Linked DNA regions of Mus musculus: region 1 is linked to region 2. A link is a contact called in public HiChIP or PLAC-seq data. All regions are on one chromosome and are shown on one strand. The core of a region is the stretch at or near the end of the contact, and the rest is flanking DNA. Distances in the headings are between cores, read along the strand shown. Region 1 holds the start of Vps25 (vacuolar protein sorting 25). Region 2 holds the start of Stat5a (signal transducer and activator of transcription 5A).

Region 1 (2,700 bases), core at 156-2,655, 390 kb after region 2:
GGGATTAAAGGCTGAGCTCTGGGATAAAGGTGTGCTCAGCTAACATTTTTTTTTTCTTTTAAGATTTATTTGTTTATGTATGTATATGAGTACACTGTAGCTGTCTTCAGACACACCAGAAGAGGGCGTCAGATCTCATTACGAGTGATTGTGAGCCACCATGTGGCTGCTGGGATTTGAACTCAGGACCTTCAGAAGAGCAGTCAGTGCTCTTTACCTGCTGAGCCATCTCACCAGCCCTAACATTACTTTTAAATAGAAATAAAGTGAGCTACACAGAAAGGGAGGGAGGCATGATGATAGTGATATCCGGAAAGAAATTGAAAAATTGAGGCAACACGTTACTTGTAAAGGAAGAATGGCAGTTTTGAGTTCAAAAGGCAAAGGAAGAAAAAATGGGGAGGAGCTTTGGAGCTATGAATTAAACATTGTGACAGAGAGAGATTAAGGGATTCTCACAATAATTCTTCAGGGAACAGAAAGATAGACACAGGCGGACTATTTTGAATGAGGATAACAGGGAATCAATGAAAACAGCCCAGCTTCTTCTCGCTCTTTAAAGGTGAGCATCTCCTAGCAGCCCAAGGTCAGCCTTCTTTTCAATACACCTTTTGTTTAGTGCTCTTATCCCTTAAATGGGTTCATATTGCATGTCAGGTCAGAAGACTCCCAAACTTGTATTTCTAGATCCAACAAGGCTCCCCTGAGAGTCCAGTAGTGAGATTAGTCAGCGAGCCCGGGACTCAGTAAACATGTTCTGGTTGGTCTTCAGCAATTTTCCACAGCTCAGCAGTGGAAGTACTGTTGGGAGAATGGAAACAGTAATTCTGGTTTGGGAACTGACCCGTAGTTTAGGCAGGCAAAGGGACAGATCTGACTAGTGTAGGCTGGGTATGAGTCAGATGAAGCCAAAGGGATTCCAAGTCTGGGGTCTAGAAAGGAAGAGGTTAAGAGCTAAACGTTAGTTTTGATTCTTTGAAAAAAGCAATAAGTTTTGATTCTTTGAAAATCGCGTATAGCGATGCAAACCACACAATATGCTCCCATGATCCTACAGGAAATTTAAGAGTGAAGTCAACCTGGGTGGGAATGCAGGAAATTTCGGCATCATGAGTTTAAATTGGCAACCGACACGAAGGTGAAGCCTCCAGATGTGGATTCTAACTTGCGTTCGGCTGACCTCGCAATTTGCAGAGGGAAACTACGTGTCGTCGTCCCCCCCCCCCCCCCCCGCCCCCGTTTCCCTCTGTTTAAGCGACAAGACCCAGAACTCCTGCGCTTCATGTTGAAGTTTTTCTTTAGACAGCAGCAGATTGGTGACAAGAACCGTTCCCATCCCACTGCGGCGCCTCCCGAGAGGAGTCCGGAACCTTTCTGCTGTGCTGTCAGCCCGGACATGCTGAGGCGGAGACCGGAAGCCCCTTGTCGGTTCCGGGTTTTCTGGGCTACTACGATGGCGATGAGTTTCGAGTGGCCGTGGCAGTACCGCTTCCCGCCCTTCTTTACGTGAGGCTCAGACCCTGAGAAGCCCAGTGTAGCTCCCTCCCGTCCCCGGGGCCCAGGGCTCAGCCCTGATGATTCACTTGGGGTTCCGGGGGAGACGGGAGCTGCCGGCCGCCTTCCTGTCCAGCCAGCCCGTCACTGTCTCCCCCTAACGTGCTGCTAGGCTGGTGCTGCTGCCGCCCTCTTCCACGCTTTAATTCCTCGTCCTGCTCCCTTCGCCCGGCAGGTTACAGCCGAACGTGGACACCCGGCAGAAGCAGCTGGCCGCCTGGTGCTCTCTGGTTCTGTCCTTCTGCCGCCTGCACAAACAGTCCAGCATGACGGTGATGGAAGCCCAGGAGAGCCCGCTTTTCAACAACGTCAAGCTACAGCGTATCCTCCCTCAGGCTCTTCCATAGCCCACCCCCAGCCCCCACACACACGCACTCCCACACTTTTCTACATGCCCAGACTGCATCTCCCCACCTCCCTTTACCCACAGTAGGCAGGCTTCTATTCAACCTGGACTTGGGAAACAGCAAAACTAAATGGCAGATAATCATTTTATATGCACTTTTGCAGGCAGTGCAAGCTCCCTTTACCCTAGTTAATGAGTGCTGGGGTCTTTAAGTCCCAAGCTTTACACACTGGACCCTTTAAAACTATTTGAATCTCCTCTCTGTGAGCCTCAAATCCCAAACCATCTTTAATAATTTTTTTGACTTGCCCCACCTCTCCCAGGAAGTGAGGGTCATTTATTTTTGCTCTCTGATTCATAGGTAAAATTTGTGGAGAAAAAGGCACAGAGAATGAAGTAAAGGGTAACACCCTTTATTTTCTAAAACTCTTGCCTTTTATTTGAGACCTGATCTCTATAGCCCAGCCCAGCCTTGGACTGGTGATTCTCCTGTGTCCATCCCATAAGAGCTGGTATTACAGGCCTGTAACACACTTTGCTAGTTCTTCCTTCTAACTGGAAGTTTCTTTTTACCTCCTTTTCCAGAATATTGAGGAAATGCAAACATATCTTCTTCAAAAATTGCATGTATGTATGGCAGGGAAAGGAGGGGGCTAGATCATTCTTTATCGTGGGCCGAACTCCGAAAATGTTTTATTTAACCTAATTTACATGTAGGCCATTCCCTTAACCTTAAGCCAGGGAAACTTCCTGTGGAGTCAATTCAGATTGTATTAGAAGAACTGAGAAAGAAAGGTGGG
Region 2 (2,700 bases), core at 151-2,650:
CCTCTGTCACCAACCTAACTCAACAGCCTCCTTCCTCAGCGCCCATCTTGGGAAAGCTGTAAAATTGCCCCACACCCCACCTGCCCAGTGAGTATCTTCGAGATAGCAGAGGCATAGAAAAAGGTAGAATGGAGCAGTGGAAGATGCAACCAGATGAACTGGCAAAACGTCTCAGTGGGTAAAGGCGCTTGCCAAGCAAGTTTGGCAAGCACGGTTGACAGAGAGACATTATTCCATGGTTGTTGTTCCCTCCACAGGAGGGCCACAGCATATGCACACACAATAGTGATAAGAAACAAGAAAATGATGTTTAAAGATACAAGGATTAGGAACCTCAAAACGGCCCAATGAGGAGAGAGCCAGAAGCAAGGCAGGGAGCCAGCTACCTTTGGGTCCTGGTAAGGTCTGGGGACATGAGTGGGTTCTGCAGACTCTCCTACACTTCTGCTGGGTGGCACCTCCCCGCTAGCTTTTGAGTAAGCAGGCCTAACCACCTTCCCAGCAAGCCCAGCCCAGCCCAGCCAGATGTGGGAGCCCCAGACTTCTGTGGGTCCTGGGGGAGGGGTCTGGAGAAGTCAATGCCTGGAAGTGGGTGGGCAGTTCTTGTACCACACCCACTCTCAGGTGTCCAGATGGAGGGCATGACCAGCGTGGTCCTCTGCCTACAGATGTAGCTCAGAGAACTTAGGAAACCTAATGAATCTACTGTCACGTCCACTGTGAAAGACTGGGGGACACAGGTGCCAAGTGGGGTCCACCTACCATGAGGCAATGGGCTTGGATCTGTCACACTGGCTCCAAGAGTCTGGTCAAGTCACTTCCCCTATCTGGCCTTTTATTGTTCCCATTGGTAAAGTCACCTTTAAGGCCACTGGCAGCTTTGCATGTTGATGTTCATCTGGAGCGGAGGGTCTAACTGGCTCCCGGTCAATCCATTGTACAGAGTAGAGGGGAAAGACGGGAAAAGGCTTATGCCTACTCCTCCTGAGCCCCTTACCCTACCTGGTCCTGGCAGAGCATCTGAAGAGCAAGGTCTCTCCCATCCTCTGATCCTCCTTGCAAACCCCCCCCCCCCCTGTTTTCAATTCCTTTCCTCGTGATCCTGCCAAGTAAAGTCACTGTGACCACACACAGAGGGCGGGGACAGCCCAGACATTTCAACTTCTGCAGAAAAGGTTCAGGTTTTCCCCACCTCTAAAGTTGAAAAAAAAAAAAAAAAGAGTAAAAGAGGAGGTCCAAAGACCAGAAAGAAGGATCAGGAACTCGGAATGGAAAGAAAAGATACAAGAAGAAATTAGTAAGAGAGGAAGCCAATTAAAATGATCCCTCCAGGCCACTGGGTCTTGGCCCGGATGGTATTCGAGTAGGCAGCCAGGCTGGCCCCTCCTTTGGTACTGCCCATGCCAACTTCCAGGCAGAGAGGAGGCCCAGAGGAGAGGGAAGCTGGGCAAAGGGGATGGCAGACTTCCAGCCTGGCCTTGTCCAACCCCTGGGCCTTGAGGGGAACTCTTCGGGATGGGGACTATGATCCAGGCAAAGCTCCAGGGAGCAGGTCTGCTGCCCGGCAAAGTCTGCAGGCAGATGTGAAGTTAGAAAGTGCCGGCTACCCCTTCCTGCGCCTGTTTAGAAGGTAGGACCAGCTTCAGGTGTGACCCTTCTAGGTCACTGGATGGACTCCCGAGTGGTTTGTGGGTCACAGTCTGATGATGAGACTGTGATGTGACCACAGTGAGGTCCTGGGCAGGCCCCTTCTCTTCTCTGGATTGACGTTTCTTACCTGCAAAGGTCAGAAGGGGGTGTGGGGGGTTGAAACCTATGATTACCAAGGTCTTTCTTGCTCGGCTTTAAGGGGGAAGGTCATGTGGTGGAAGTCATGCTAGGTGGGAGACCTTAGAAGTAGGCTTGGCTTCTCTGGGATCGCCAGTCCTTCTAAAGTTTTGACTCTGCAGGCATAGAAGCCACATGCACCCTTACCTGAACATGCGCGTGTACACACACACACACACACACACAAAACTTTGTAAATCTAGAGACAGACTAGTTGACTCCAGAGGTAGGAGCCATCTCTAGGTAGATTTTTTTTTCTTTTCTTCCTCCCCCTCTTTTATTTTATTTATTTATTTTTAACAGATGATAAAACTGAGGCCCTAGTTAGGGATTTTCAGAGTTTGGGACTTCCCGGCACCCTCTGGCTGCTCCAGTTCAGCTGTCCCAGGACGCTCCTCCCTCATTCCCCACCCACCCACCCCCGGAGCCGCAGGGGAGCACAGACCGGGAGTCCCAGTGTGTGTGTAGGGAGGGGGCACCCCGCTGTAGGGGCTGTCCTCAGCCCAGCGCCGCCCAGCCTAGTGGTCGGTCTTGTAAGCGGGGCGCCCTGGCGCACTCGCCGGGGCGCCGGTAATCGAGGGCGGAGGCAAGGAGGGAGCGACCGCTGCTGGGAGGGGTGCTGGGGCGAGCTCGCGCGCTGTGTTTGGTCTATCGGAGGCAGCTGACCTTTGAGGAGGAAATCGCTGCTCTCTGCTCCTTCCTGTAGTAACAGCCTCCACCGCCGCCGCCGTCAAGAGCCGTCAGGAGCCGTCAGAAGCCCCGGCCTGGAGCGACAGCCGCAGGCGCTCCGCAGCACCAGGTGGGTGGGTCGCCGTGACTCCGCCCGCGGCGCGTGGACAGAGGATCTAGGCTGCAGCCACGTCCCTGGGATCT

What was found. HiChIP or PLAC-seq counts read pairs in DNA pulled down with a chosen protein or histone mark.
Region 1: a contact with region 2 is called in a FOXA1 HiChIP or PLAC-seq map of pancreatic cancer cells. The contact joins the promoter of Vps25 here to the promoter of Stat5a in region 2. A contact is called at or near these places in 2 of 39 promoter capture datasets (erythroid cells and liver), 1 of 484 Hi-C or Micro-C datasets (embryonic stem cells) and 4 of 115 datasets of contacts at active chromatin or transcription factors (embryonic stem cells, memory CD8 T cells, pancreatic cancer cells and 1 more).

The regions. Positions count from the first base shown.
Region 1 is chr11:101,252,302-101,255,001 of GRCm38.p6, forward strand. It overlaps Vps25 (vacuolar protein sorting 25), which reads left to right and starts at 1,406. Exons shown (of 6, transcript NM_026776.5): 1 at 1,406-1,506; 2 at 1,730-1,875; 3 at 2,642-2,695. The coding sequence starts at 1,454.
Region 2 is chr11:100,857,951-100,860,650 of GRCm38.p6, forward strand. Stat5a (signal transducer and activator of transcription 5A) reads left to right here and starts at 1,401. Exons shown (of 20, transcript NM_011488.3): 1 at 1,401-1,630; 2 at 2,534-2,626. It also overlaps a transcript of Stat5b not described here.